Regions from separate parts of the Zea mays genome. Here region 1 is linked to region 2. A link is a contact called in public Hi-C data. All regions are on one chromosome and are shown on one strand. Each heading gives the region's core, a stretch centred on a gene start, on an enhancer-like site or on the middle of the called end of the contact. The rest is flanking DNA. Distances are from core to core; before and after follow the strand shown.

Evidence for each region. A called contact is a pair of places that touch in the nucleus more often than the background predicts.
Region 1: a contact with region 2 is called in a Hi-C map of tassel, with 2.7 times the contacts expected there. The contact joins the promoter of LOC100217256 here to the enhancer-like site in region 2. A contact is called at or near these places in 2 of 25 Hi-C or Micro-C datasets (ear and tassel).

What each region holds. Positions count from the first base shown.
Region 1 is chr2:18,298,144-18,305,705 of Zm-B73-REFERENCE-NAM-5.0, forward strand. LOC100217256 reads right to left here and starts at 4,361. Exons shown (of 6, transcript NM_001143611.1): 1 at 3,825-4,361; 2 at 3,430-3,506; 3 at 3,202-3,241; 4 at 2,643-2,748; 5 at 2,226-2,457; 6 at 820-1,434. The coding sequence starts at 3,951. The coding sequence ends at 1,078. It overlaps LOC109943970 (a long non-coding RNA gene), which reads left to right. Exons shown (of 2, transcript XR_002267100.1): 2 at 371-645.
Region 2 is chr2:17,966,165-17,973,833 of Zm-B73-REFERENCE-NAM-5.0, forward strand. No RefSeq gene overlaps it. Among protein-coding and RNA genes, the nearest start is that of LOC103646067, 15 kb to the left of the region's middle. Within about 2 kb of position 3,532, at least 18 of the 20 cell types and tissues checked have an H3K27ac peak or open chromatin away from gene starts, as enhancers often do. A contact at or near this core is called in ear and tassel, where this site is marked.

The DNA.
Region 1 (7,562 bases), core at 3,111-5,610, 330 kb after region 2:
GGGCGAAATGTAGTAGCGATTTTTGGGAAAAGAGAATCTCCTCAGTTGAGGATATTCTTTGGAGCTGTCGATGTCAGCAGTAGCGAGTACATATACTAGTAGTACTACACAGGAACAACACCAGCTAGCAGTTGGCGCTCTACCGCCCCTACATTTGCCACCTTTTCCTGACTTGTGCTCCATGGAATCGGAATAAAAAAAAAGGGGGGTTTGCAGTTTGTGGACTTTGGCTCGAACCAAAACCTGGTCTTGTCAAGTAAGGTCTTGATCCCTACTCCTAGAAAGCCAGTCACCTTTGACATGATCAAACGAAAGGGGAGCTACGGGGGGCAAGAATCTCACTTTTTCCTGTTCTTTGGTGTTCAAGCAGCCTGAAGCTGGAAAGCAACAGCACGGCAATGCCACAATGGTACTACTACTCTGGATCTGAAAGAGGGAGGCTGCCTGGTGACTTTGCCACTTAGGCTGTCTCCAGCAACGTCCTCTATATTCATCCTCTATATCTGTCCTTTACAGTCTCCTCTAAAAGATTTTATCCTCTATATCTCATTTCTCTCCAACAACGTCCTCTAAATCACGTTCTTTATACTGAAATACCCATATTAAAGACATTTTTTAATTTTATTTTTTTTGTACATACGTGTTTATCATACTCTCAAATATATTGTACATATTTTAGTTTTACTAAACCGGTTATTTAAAGTAGTCAAATGAATAGAGGATCGTTTAGAGAAACTCTATATATAGAGAATCCAGCAGCGTCCTCTAAATTTAAAGGACCGTTTAGAGGACGTTGCTGGAGAGCGTAAAGGACCGTTTGATCCTCTATATTTAGGGTAGAGAACCCTTTAGGGGACCTTGTTGGAGCCAGCCTTACACATACCAGCTAGGGCTACAGGTAGAGGTAACAAACATCATACTAGCTTAGCTAGAACTAACATGCTATGGTTCTAAGGTTACTAAACTTTCTAACACGGTCATGATGTGCCCACGAACACCAAAAAAACAAACGCGGCGATCACCAACGCCGCCACTGATGTACAGAATCGTCGTCCAGAAGTGGCCGGAGTGGTCTAGCTAAGATCCACAGATGGACAGGGAAAGCTCCAGGCTAACAACACCACCCGGCCCGACGACGAAGCAGCCTGAGTGGCCGGAGCAGTCGCTGGAGCTCCTCCTCGCCGGCGAGGCCGTGAGGATGCAGCTGCTCTCGCCGCTTCGCGAGGAGGCCGCTGCCGCCATGCCACGCCCGCATTTTGCGTCCAGATTACCGAGGGACAGCGAGAGCGAGCACTGCTCAGATGCCTCGTCCTCCTTCGTCGCTGCATTGCTGGACTGGGGCCGTCCGTCGTTTCCGTCCTCTTTGCTGGAGTCGTCGCCGTCCTGCTGCTTCAGCGCAGAACCAAGACGGTGTGCTTCTGGTCGGCGTACCTGCTAAAATCCAGTGATTTTACAATTATATACTGTACTTTACTCACGAGTACTAGTAGAGCATGAAAGCAGGACGTGCAGTTTTCAGAAGAAAAAAAATTCAGTCGGAGCAAGGCAGCAGGCAAGCTAATAACATCATCGCGAGAACTACTAGCTAGCTACGTGCAATGCTAGGGGCATGGATCATCTGAGCACTGCAGAAGCCACTGCAAACACTGCACAGCCGCAGCAAGGTGAGAAGTAAATGGCTGAGCCAATGCTATGGACGAATGATCTCTGTTTCCAAGCAGCAGACAGATTTCAAGAACAGAATTTGCCAGTCTTCTTGCAATGCCGAGGTACACGTAGCCAGATACCGAGGGCCGAGGCCATACCTGTGCCGGCGATCCTACATCAATGCTGTGTGTATCTTCTACAAAACGTGCGCCAAAGATACAGCCAGCCAGTCCTGCAGGAGGATCTGGGATGTGCAGGTGCGCATGCATTGGTTGATCTGAGATGTGTACATGTAGCTTAGTAGTGCTTGTTAGATTGGCTGGTTTGGTCTAACTCTAACAGTATGTTCACGGTGAGAAGTTGGCCCCACCGGCAGACACACTTTGTGCAAATGTTCTACCAAAAAATACTGAAAACAAAAACAACGCCAAGATGAGTAGTAGGATGTAAAGAAGAACAGAACGATGGTGTGAAAGCAAGCGGTTAGGACAAGGAAAAGGTTCATCTTCTTTTGATAAACCTTTTGGCGATATCTCTTTTTTTTCTACTATAACTTTCACTTTTTTTAGCTGATGTACCTTAAAGGGGCCAGATTCTTGCACCAAACATCCCATGGCTTGGAGATTGGAAGGCGTAGCAGCAGCCGCATCTCTCCTCTGCCATCTGATGAGGCCCTCCTCCTTTATTCTCCAGCCCACGGCCATGGCTTGCATGTAATCATCGATGCAGTACAGTCCCCCTCCCCCAGCAGTAGTCCTCGCATCACTGACTCCATGGCTTCCCTGCATGCTCTCGTATCCCATCCGGGCCCTGTTCATGCACCCAAAGAGTAGACGACCAGAGACCCCCATGAAAAAAAGAGCAAGTGAACAGACGCCATGCATGGAAAAAGGCGCTTTGGTTTTGCGTCAAAGATTAGGGCCTTTGAAAAGCTTGTCTTTTTTAACTTGAACACGTTTGAAAGAGAGGAGGGAAAAGGCGTTTGCAGGCCGAACCTTTTCAGAGGTGGTGGTGGTGGGCAGCACAGGAACTCCTCCTTGGGGCCTCCTCGCTCATCACCGCTGCATGAGTACCTCCTTTGCAGCAGCTGGGCTGGCGTCCCTGATCGATGGTGCCATGAAAGAAAGGTGTTTGGCTTTCCATTAGCGAAATCTATCTAAAGTGTGCAGTGCATTACACTTAGCGTTCCCAACAAAAAAGGCTTTGCCACTCATGACACATGAGAAGGGAATCTGGGGTCGCTAGGAGCAGTTGGCAAGTGCAGTGAGCATGTGGAGATGTGAGCTAAGAGGAGAGTCACACAAACCACAAGGCAATGTCATATCTTATTTTTATTTTAAAAAGGGAATTATATATATATAATACTTTGGAATGTTCAGTTTACTGTCGCAGAACATTTCGTTGTCCCTGAATGAATACTGGATAGATAATTCAGCTACACTGCACAGCGTTGACATGTGAAGTAATAAAAAAAACACGAGCAATGAAAAAAAATGAATGAAAGAACTCAGCAGTGGAAGAAGCGGGCAAATGAGGGCTCGTTTCATCTCTCACCTCCTCCTCTTTCTGCGCCAAGGCTTGCAGCTCTGTACATCTGTTCATCAGAAAGAAAAGAAAAACGAACGCAGGAATCAGAAGCTCTGAGTTCATTTACGCACTGTTGCTAGTTGCATTCCAACGGAAAAACAAGCAGCCATTTGCCTGCAGTCGTTGGTGCACAGCCGTGCAGGTGGTGCATGCGAAGGAACGGACGAGAAGAAGAGAAGCAATTGAGTAATTAACCTGGAGGTGGCTCTTGACATGAGATATGGTAAGCCCCCTGGCGCCCATGAACTGGAGAATGAGCTTCGGCGTAGCCTCTGCGATTTACCCCCCACCAAAACGGAGATTAGCTAGGCGCTGCTGTTGAAAATGCTACTGAAAACGGGAGGAGGACACAGAAGCACGCAACCAAATATTTCCCTCAAAAGAAAGAACGCAACCAATATTAGAGGAGCTTCGTTCATGGGTCATGGCAACACAATAATTCTACGTACTGAATCTCCGAAGGGCAATGTTGCTACATGAGTGAGGGGGGCGAAAGACTGAGGGCAAAGGTTACAGCATGGGAGGGCAGAAATAGAGTATCTGTATGATGATGAAGGGGATGAAGCGGCGGAGGAGGAAGGGCAGCGTACTGTGTTGGCCGCCAAGGGAGTCGATAGCCTGCACGAAGCTGCGGTGGAGGTCGGCGCTCCACCTCATCCTGGGCTCCTTGGACCGGACGTACCGCCTCACCACAGCGCCGTTCCTGCCGCTGCCCATCTCCTGGTCTCTTGGATCGCCAGCAACGACGACGGTTCCTCACACTACTTGGATGGTATGGAGCTCACCGGACCGGGCGCTGGCTGGCAAGGAGACGCTCCAGGTGGTAGAGGAAAGAACCAAACTTCCCCTTTTGTTCCCTCCGGCCTCCTCTTCCCGGCTCCTCCCTCGCTCTCTGACTTGCCTGTAAGCCTGTCCAGAGCTGCTGCTGCGGCACGCAGTGTCTCTCTCTCACACACACACGTACAGACAGCTGAAGATGCAAGATTTGTTTTTCTAGGGTAAGATAAGATGCAAGATTTGTTGCGATTTGCGAATGGATGAGAAAGACCAAGCTGGTGCCCTTCCTCCCCGCAGGCCGCAGCGCCCTACGCTGTGTGACTGTGTCTCTTTCTGTCTCTCTCTCGCTCCCTCCTCGAAAGGCGAGGCGAGAACCCAGAGGAGGGGGCGTAGGTTTATATGCTGTGCTGTGCGTGTTGTTTGCCGCTTCAATCCCACCCGTTTGTTGTATGGGCATGGTTTCCTGTCTGCGACGCTACGTACCCTGTACCCGCTGGTGGCTCTACCTGCCTGTCTAAAATCTTCTCGTTGCACACCAACGGGACGGCGGCCGACCCGATCGACGGTGGGACGAGTGCAACCCTGCTGCTCCCACCAGGAGATACGGGCAATCACTAGCTGGATTTTTTAATGACTGCGCTAAGAGATGGTGAAAGGGGGTAAGCCCGTACCACCATGCCATGGACTCAATTGGGATATGCATGCTGACATGCTGTGTTAAATTCCGCCTCCTGTATAAACCTGAGAAAGCAAAACGTCTTTACGAGTGAGACTACCTTCAACGATTCCCGCCAGAGACCCTCCCCTCTACCTGTAGCGGCTACAGAGTACTCCTTTTCTCTACAACGGTCCACGCTACGCCTCCCTCTATATGGTCGCTGGCTTCTCTCTCCCTCTACAGCTAGAGAGCTCCCTCTGCAGCTAGGGACGCGCCAAACGGCCCCCTTCTCTTGATATGTGTGCACACCAGTATTTATCAGTGGTGAAAAAAATATTAATAGATGATGAATGTGTATGGAAATTGATATTTTATGTTTGTAGTTGGGTATAAAGGAATGGTATAGGGGGAACCGCTGCAGAGGGAGGAGATATAGAGGAAGAAAGTGTACTGATGTGGCGATGTAGTGGGATATAGAGGTGCAAATTTAGGGGGAACCGCTGAAGATAGTCTGAAAAGACCGCAGCAGGTTCCTTCAGTTCCGGCAATGCACTGCAGCCTGTGCTGGAGTACGCGTATCGTATCTCGCAGCAGTTATGGTGGCTCCATGTCAAGCCTGGCAACGACATTATGTTGTGTACAACGGATATGTATATAGTCGTTCGAAATAATGTTTTATACGGTTGAAAAGAATGTTTATAAATTAAGGTTTAAAATATAAAATATGATGAAAGATGAGATAACAGACCTGCTAGATAGCAGATAACCTTATTATATCTTCTATGAACATGATCCCTCAACAGATATAGAAGCTATTTGATACCAGAGTTTAAAATTGTGTATTAGACCATCTAATCTATATTATTCTATTAAAACCCTAATATGGTCACCTGGTGTTACCACGACTTTACCCCTCTTCGCTGATACTTTGGGACTACCCCATGCGTCTCGACTAGTTCTCTCGCCCCACACGCCCTGCCTCGGCGCCGTGCCCTGTCACCCCATGCCACACGCATCGCTCTCTCAGCTACTGAGCTATGGAACGCAGCCAGCTACTGCTTCTGTCCAGCAACCAACCCGTAGCTACCACACCACGCAAAAAAAATTGCAGAGCGAGCACTCGGACCCACACCCGCTGCTCTAGAAATTTGGGGCTAACCAATAAACCCTAAACTCTAAAGACCTCACGTACCTAAGTGTTTAGAAATAAACAATAATTATATTTAAATACATATCTCAATACCTATTTATATGATATATAACAGTCATAGCAAAGCACGACCAACTGGCTAGTCTAAATATATTAAATGTCAAACATACCAAGTTTAAATTTAAGTTTTCAAACCATCTTATCTAAATATAGTAAATGTCAAACATGTGAATTAGATCTAATTATTAAGTTTACACCATAATATCTACCTTCTCCGTCCCATATTAGATCTAGAATCTCTTGTGAAAATCAAAACTAAAAACTGAAAGACCAAAATATCCCATCAGTAGTAAAGAAGAAGATTGTTAGCACACAAAAATGGCCATACATCGAATAATGAAAGGATGCATTCAAGCATAACTTGTGTTTAGTTGCGGGACATAACAACCATATCTTCTGGCGTTCCTTCTCGTTCTGCCAATTTTGAGGGACAAGTAAAAAAGTTTTGTTACAACTTTCGATCTTAAATCAAACAACCTTATCTGAGAGATTGTCCTATTATGTTATATCTCGTGGCTACCATGAAACATAGTGTAAGTCACCGTAGCAGGCTAGGCGGAGATTGTTGGAGCCCTGCTCCCAGAGAATTTGATCTCTAGCCATCCTGGAAGGAATAGAACTATACCGGCTATGACATGAAAAAGCGATCTAAACCTCCACACCACCGGGTACAGGAACATTTTAGGGCTACATTTTGTTCGGTTAGAGATGCTTAGAGGGGTTGAAGGATTCTTTGTTAATAAAAAATGAATACAAAGATATTTTATCTTCATCAATCTTCTGTGACCCTAATGCAACAGAACGAGTTCATAGACCTTAGGAAGCTCCGTCCGCTAACAGTTTTTTAACCATAATTCAAAAGAAACAGAGTCTCATCTATAAATTATATTTTTATAAATTTTTTATTGTTTATTTTAATGTATAGGTCACGTATTTTTATTTGTAATCTATGTATTTATTGTTGTTTTTATTTATGTAATCTTTAGTTATTGTTATGAATGTAAACACATCCACGTATTTATGTACTCATATATATTTAAATTTTAACAAAAAATACAATGTTTAATATTGTCGGAGAGAAAATCTCCGGACGGGTGGCGGAGTGCACCCGCCCTAAATCCTAAGATGAAGAGGGGACTAGGCGTTTTGCTCGTTAGTTGGAAACTAGGAGGAAACACAAGAACACACAAGGATTTAGAGTGGTTCGGGCCACCGGAGCGTAACACCCTACTCCACTGTGTGATGTATTGCTTGAGAGCTTGTATGAACTCGTGAGTGTCTGAATGAGCCTAAGATTGGATCTGCCTGAACCTGTCGCATGCCTCCCCTTTTATAGCTAAAAGGGGGCATGTACAAAAGGACTCCGAACCCCGACATGTGGGCTCAGAGACATAACAGATGGGATAACCGGAGCAACTAATGAGGGTCACCCTCCACCATCTCCCTGTGCCCCGACATCCGCCGCTCGAGTACAATTGGCGTGCTGCAGAAGGTTCCTCAGTATCGTTTAAGTCATGATGACCACTGCGCGTGCAGCGGTGTGGGCGTACTGCCCGTTGCTTAATTGCACAGGCACGCTGCTTAGTCTGGTCACCGCCTGCCACTAGAGTGGACGGGGCGCATTAAATACCGAGTCGGCGCATCGCCTGCCCGTAGGGCGGTCAGGCGGCGCGCGATCTCCAC
Region 2 (7,669 bases), core at 2,282-4,781:
CGTGTATATATAGTACATGCATGCGCTAGTCTAGTCGCCCACCCTACACCTGCCCGCTACGTGCCGGGTTGTACGTGCTCGGCGCGCGCATGCATGTGCACGCCCTAACGAGCCCCGAGGCCACCAACTCGATTCGTTTTTTCTCCGGCGGCTTTGCATCGCATGCGCCCGGCCGGCCGGTGCATCAGCGCATGAGCTAGCTTATATATATGACAGTGATCATTGATGTTCTATATGGTCCGACCGGCCGGCCGCCCAGCGCCCAGAAAATAACGCTACAGCAGCAAGACCAGAGATCGATCGATCGGGGTTGATCGGTCGGCGTCCTGTGTCAGCGCGATCCAAGTACAGGTCTAGGCGTCTAGCGTACTATAGGTCTATAGCTAGCGTCCAGTTTGTCCAGGCTGGAAATATATGGCCGTGCAAGTGCAACGTGTGCCTGCATTCACCGCCGCTCTCCGGCCGGCCGGTAGACGCGTCTTGAGCTGGACGGGACAGGCCGCCGCTCACTCGCTCGCTCGCTCGGATGCGTCATCATGCGCACCGACACCAACCACCGTGCCTGTCCAGTTCTTCAGTACACTATCACTACCGGAATTTGGCTCTTTGCCGAGTGCCATATTCTTTGCCGAGTGTTTTATTTCGGGCACTCGGTAAAGAGCTTTTTGCCGAGTGTCACGCAAAAAACACTCGGTAAAAGAAAACACTCGGCGAAGAAGCTCTTTGCCGAGTGTTTTATTTTTGACACTCGGCAAAGAGTTTCTTTGCCGAGTGTCTTTTTTTGACACTCGGCAAAGGGCTCTTTGCCGAGTGTCACAGATACAACACTCGGCAAAGAACTCTTTGCCGAGTGTTTTTTCTCCAACACTAGGCAAAGACAATTTAAAAATCACATTTTAAAGTAGTACATTAATTCAAATGAAAAAGTTTTCAACTACAAATTTGTATAACTCATCATGATGTACAATTTATATATTGAACATTTCTTCATATGACAAAATAAAAATAAATTTGTTCATAAAACCTATATCTCTCTCGTAGTTTATGAAACTACGAGAGAGACGTATAGAATTTGTGCATATTGTTAGAACCATCATCTGAGATAAACAAATTACCAAACAACCAAAATAAACTTTGTAGATCTTGAGAAGTTATAGAAGTTTATAGTTGATAACTTTTTCATTTGAAGTCATATTGTCAACGAAAACTATGTCTGAATTTAAAAAATTTAAAATTTGAATTTTGAAAACGACTTCGAAAGGAAAAACCACCAACATGAAAGTTGTAGGTATTGAAGAGTTATGAAACTTTGTAGTTGACAATGTTTTAGTTTGAAATCATCTTGTTATGCAAAACTATGTTTGAATTTTAAAATTTGAATTTTTCAAACTGTCTCGGATGGAAAAACCACCAAAATAAAAGTTGTAGGTCTTAAAATGTAATGAAACTTTTTAGTTGACAATTTTTTTATTTGAAATCATCTTATCATTGAAAATTTCGTGTGAAGTTTTTAAATTTAAAATTCAAATTTTATAAACGGTCTCGGATGTAGAAACTATTAAAATAAAACTTTTAGATCTCAAAAAGTTATGCAACTTTATAGTTGGTCACATTTTCAAATGAACTCATTTAGTGCCTTAAATAATCAAATTACTCTCGATTTGTTATAGTACATGGGAATGGAAACGTAATATAAACATAATTGGTGTAGTAGTGTAGTGGTATAGGAGGGTATGCGCGAGAGAGAGGTTGCGAGTTCGAATCTCACCATTTACAAAACATATAAGTTTGATTCAAAATAATAGTGAAAAATGATAGGGCAACGGGTAAGGTAATAGGGTAGGGTTGGAGAGTTGTTCCTAGAATTTAAAAAATGTTTTCCTGTTTTTTTTAATTTTTTCGATTCTTAATTTGCCGAGTGTTTTTCTTTGCCGAGTGCTTTTTGACACTCGGCAAAGTCTTTGCCGAGTGTCTGAAAAAAAGCACTCGGCAAAGAACCCTTTGCCGATGAAATCTTTGCCGAGTGTTCTTTGCCGAGTGTTACACTCGGCAAAGCCTTTGCCGAGTGTAAAATAGCCTTTGCCGAGTGTCTTAGACACTCGGCAAAGAACGCGATTCCGGTAGTGTATGTAAATACGTGTCCACGTGACCACGTCCACGCGTCTGGCACGTAGCCAAAGAACGCCACAAATTAAAGTAGCTGAGGTCGACATGCCAGAGAGTACGTACGTACGTGCGTGCGTTATGACGCGGCCACGACAGCACAGGAAGCTAAAACACAAGAGGTGATTAATGCTTTGCCTGCGTTGTCGTCTTGCTCACTTTTTATTTACACGTCATTCATGTTAAAGTTTTTCCTAACATTAAACGTATGTGACTTTGATCATTTGTTTTTTTTTAAAAAAAATAGATTTTGTAATATCAGATCCATGCTTTTAGATTCACTAAAAACAACATCTCTTTTATAACATATAAGTCATACGTGGAAGAAACTAAAAAAATTGTCCAATGAATGATCAGAGATAGCAATATTTGGTTCAGACCAAACCAAACGTACGTGTAAAAAAAATCGGGGGGAGTGGAAAGGACTAGGAGCCGATGTGATAAATGATTAGGGCCTGTGGTTGCGATGGATCACGTGGGCCAGCGGTGCTGGCAAACACCGTACGGCCGACAACACGGACGCGGACAAGGCGAAGGTACTCGGCCATCACCGTGATGGGCACCCGACTCCCGTAGCGAGAGGCGAGAGCGACAGCGAGACGGGAGAGAGAGAGAGAGAGAGAGAGAAAAAGAGGAAGCGTCGTCGCGCGTCCGTCCATTATCAGGACGCGAAAGGGCCTAATCATGCGGAGCGGTGGCGCGATCGACCACGATGTTTCTTTTCCAAATCCAAGGCCCGTCCACCGCCTGGATCTTTCGCCCTTTCCGCACCCCGTCCCCATACCGGTAGCCGGCGGTAGGGAACAAGTTGCCGTTATGGGGCAACAGTACAAGCACTGTACACCGGCGTCTCTGTACGTACGTGACGTATACTAGGATGATGTTCACGGCTGTGTAGCTCTATAGTGTACTGTATGATATGTAGTAGCCACTAGTGTACTGTGACTGTCGAGTGTTATTAACGCATTAGTCTGACGCGCATCTGGTTCGTGGCCTTAATCTCTATGTCAGGGGCAGGCCACACGCGATCCGTCGAGTTGATACTGAGAGCCAAAGCATATATATATATATATATATATATATATATATATATATATATATATATATATATATATATATATATATATATATATATATATATATATATATATATATATAAGCAATTTGTACGCGCGTACGTACGCCGTGCCGCGATCCATCAATCGGTTAAATACGACGAGCCGTGCGTCGCGCCGGCTCGGCGCGCATACGCATAAGTTTTTAAACACGTACGCCGTGTCCTCGTCGCGCTGCTGGTTGGTGGCCGCCTCTTTTGTTGCCTTGCGTGCGGAGCTGCCTCCTTCCATGCGGGCCACGGTATTAGTTGATCGCTCGTCCTGGCCTGCTCGTTGCACTCGAGCTCGCTGTTCACATGTAGCCCATCCTGTGCGGCCCGGGGAACAGTTCCGGAGCTGGTGATTTGTAGTTCGTTTGGGAACCTCAAATTCCCTTCCGGATTAGAGGAGTTTGAGGTGAAAATTGTTGAGAAACCCTAATAAAGTGTTATGTGGACAAATACTGAATATAGCCCTGAGGGCTATCGCGTCTCTATATATAGAACATGTACCCTTCATATGGAATAGAGAAGAGAAATAGGTCAGAGGCCCAACCCTATATCCAGTGTCTCGCGTGTTTCCTCTGTCGTGCTTATGGTAAGGTAGACGGGTTCTCTACATCTTCTTGCGCCTCTACTGCTGACGGGAGGGAAGGGAGCGGATCTGGTGATCCGTGGTAACGTAGGTCTCAACAAAAATAAACTAATTTTCTCTCTAATCACCTTCACCTTCATTTCTGAAGTGGATTTGAGTTTCCAAACTAGCCCTTAACGTATTTTACGACATAAAATGGCACTGCAAGAACTCCAAGAGATTCTATATTCTTCCATCCTATAGTTAACATGAATTGAGATTTATGTAAAAAAAAACCTCCAACAACTTATCTAAATAGTTATCCAAGTGTAACCATATTTTATTCTAGATTTCTCGTAGCCAAAGATAGAAAACGTAAATGATTCTCTAAAATGCACATAAGATATATACACAAGTTGGTGGAGATTGATAAGATATAGAAATTGATTCTTATGCAAACCACTCTCCTAAATAATAATTTAGATAGTGAAATTTATAAACACTTCTAGAGATGCTCAGAGTGACAAGCGGCTATCTCAAACAGCTCATCCACTAGTTTATAAACAATGCAATGGTAACGGGATGGGTCACCTGACAAATGCTGGGCCGAGTACGCTGGCCGAATGGGAAGTCGATGGGCTGCCTTATGGTAGAGGGATGACGGTATCCCTGATCTCCAAGGTTGAGGTCCAGGTGAAAAAGTAGGCCCAGAGGAAATGCTTGATGAAAGGAGAACTGAGTCTACCATTGATATGGGCCTCTCATATTTTCTGGGCCGACTCTCGTTGCCTAGCCCAACCGGCCGTTCCCATGATGTTTTATGCTCTCGGAACTAATTCTCCAACAAGAGAGGAAAAAAAAAGATCACGCACCTGAGGCAAACTGTCCCGCCGACTGACTGAGTGACTGGCGTTCCGTCCACCGGCGCAGCACGGAGCGGGGACCGTTACAGGTTTACAAACTCGAACCGCGCGCGTTACAGGTTTACAGCAGGTCAGCACCTGCACCTGCAGGCTGCACCGCTGCACGAACAATTCCCGGCACGGCGGCACCCGAATCGAAACGGAAAGGGAGCGGGGACCGGAGCGCTAGGGACATTCCTGGAGCGACATGGACGGGAGAGCGAGGGGCGTCTGCAGGTCCCCGCGCCGCGCCGATGGAGCGAGTCCGGCCTAGGATGGATAGCGACCTCCACCGTGGCTCCATTTAGGCTTGGCCTACCATCTCCACCGCGCCCCGCGCGTGCGTCGTCGTGGGGAGGGAGGACGAGAACAGGTTGACTTGATGGTGCGGAGCAGAGCAAGGGAGTGGAAGTGGTGGTGGTGGTTGGTCGTCCCGGGCGCCGGTGCGTCCACTGAGATTTGGAGCAGGTCAGACTTCAGGCCGTGCTCGTTTCCGGCTCGTCCTCCTGTCCCCTTCGGTCCTTCCGCTTCGCGGGCCGTCGCCACTCGCCAGCCAGCGGGTCAATCCGGAGCGGCGCGTGGTGACCTCACCGGCAGCTAGCTAGTGGAAGTGGAGTGCTGGGCCGCCCAGGCGAATAAAACCTGACCTGCGAATAGGAGGCGTTACGTGCCGTGTCGTGTGTGCCTGTCGACCCGCGCGCTACACTGACTGACAGAAATGGATGTGTGGTTCCAGTGGCGGTGCATGTGGGCGCAAATGGCCACGGCACGGCACGGCACGTCAAATCTTCTCGGTACGTGTTCCACAGTGACGTAACGCTCGCTAGAGAGCGCAGCGCACACAGACACAGCGAACCTTACCTAGCATGCAGACGCCCAACAGTTCGTCTCGTCGTCGTGTGGCTAGGATAGATACGAGACCCTGCGTGCGTGCGTGCGAGACGTGTTTCTTTATTGTCAAAGGGTCGCGCACGAAAGGTGCAGCGCAACGAGTTCGGTCAGATACGCGGCGGATTTGATTTGACATCTGGCAGTGTTTATTAAAACTCGGCCGGGGAGGGAAAGACCGCCCTCCCGGTATTATATTAAGAAGAGACCGAAACATGGTCCCGGCCGAGAAAATCCTCGAACCCTGGCCCCCATCACTAGCGGGCCGTCACCGCCCACTCTGCAACGGCCCAGCCGGAGGGTGGCGCGCAGGACGTAACCCGAGAGCGGGTGGGGCACAACGAGGGGATTTTTTTAACCAAGCCAGAAATTCGCCCCCGAGGGGGATCGAACCCAGGACCTGGAGGTGCTACTCGGAAGCCTTAACCATTACGCTAGAGGCCCTTTCGCTGCTGGCAGTGTTTATTCGCTTCACATATATTCTTCCGCCTGCCCGCGGGACGGGCCGAGTGGTCGACTCTTCTCAGGAAACATAAAATATTGCTTAATAAATATATATAGTATTCGGCAGTGGAGACGGTGAGGGACCGGAGGTGTGGTGAGGTCACGAAGGTGACAGTTGAGGACGCGGCGTTGAAACTTGGACCTTGCTGTCGGGCGCTGCGGGCTTGTGCCCCCGTCGCTCCACCAACCAATGTCATCGATCCATGGTGGGGTTTGTTCATTAAAAAAAACTACCAGTGCGTAGGGATCAAATTTGTGCTAACCGATGGAGAATCCATTCCATGAAGACCGACTCCAGATAATATAAGGTAAAATAGAATTGGTGTGTGGGTGGCATTTTGTTCGTTAGAGTGTGACTAGAATGGATCCACGGATTCAGCCGTCTACTTCGCCTGTCGTAACGGTGCAGTGCAGATGGTCTCGACTAGTAATTGAGTTGACCGCGGTCGTGCTCTACTTCGCCTGTCATAATAAGTTGTTCTATAAACCCACAGTGCATACGTTTTCATCACGGATGGTTAGATGGGCCCGGTTCCAAGGTCATGCCACAACCCAGTGACCAGTCCCGTACCTGACCTAACCTTGCAGTATCAGGACGAGCATACCTTTGTTTTGATAAGATGGTTTATCAAGGCCCATTCCATAGATATTCTATCTATACACATTAACTCTCTTTCCCTCAACCTAGCTACTCCCCCTCTGTTTGGTTGTCGGATAACCGCACTACAACTTGTATCTTAGTAGGCTAAAATGAAAAACTAAAAAAAAGTCAGATAAAATATGATAAATTGGACAGCGAACCAAACGGTCGCTACCAGACAAATTGATCTTCATTTTGATGATAGTTGGCAAGTAATAATATTTACACTTTTCAATTATGTTGGTAATTTGCGCGTACCATATTTCACTTTGTTAGCTTTTCTAATACCGACTCTTATTTTATCAATTAGGATGTCAAAAAAGACAAGGAAATTCATGAGGAGTTTCCTTCGATCGAGCTCCTCTAGCGGCACCCAAGACTCCATATTTAAGGAGAGTTACTCTAGCTCAAACAAGCATAGGGAGTTTGTTCGAGACCTGCCAAAATTTTGAAAAGAACATAACAAAGCAACATTATTAGATCAAGAACAATCATTTTCAATAAAAAATAGGGGTTGTATGCCACGTAGACTAAAAGACACATAGTGTGTACCACACTAAACTTACTAATCATTATACTTATCTAGGTCATGCTACTAGTTCACACCTCCATATATGGTACTGTTAAAGGGAAAACAAAGTTCTAAACTTATTATAAGAGTTTATCAACTCCAAATTTTACTTGGAAAGTAGTCCACCCCTAACCCAGTCTTCAATCTTTTAAAATCAAAATAAAATCCATAACCAAGAGCATGAGAACCATAGACCAACCAAAATAATACCCATCACTCGGGTCAGGGGCGGAGGACCCATTATGGCCTATTATGGCTCAAGCCATACCAAAAAAAATAGGTCTGGCCCAACTTCTAAACCCTAATCAGTCAGCCGACCAAGCGCTCGAGCCGT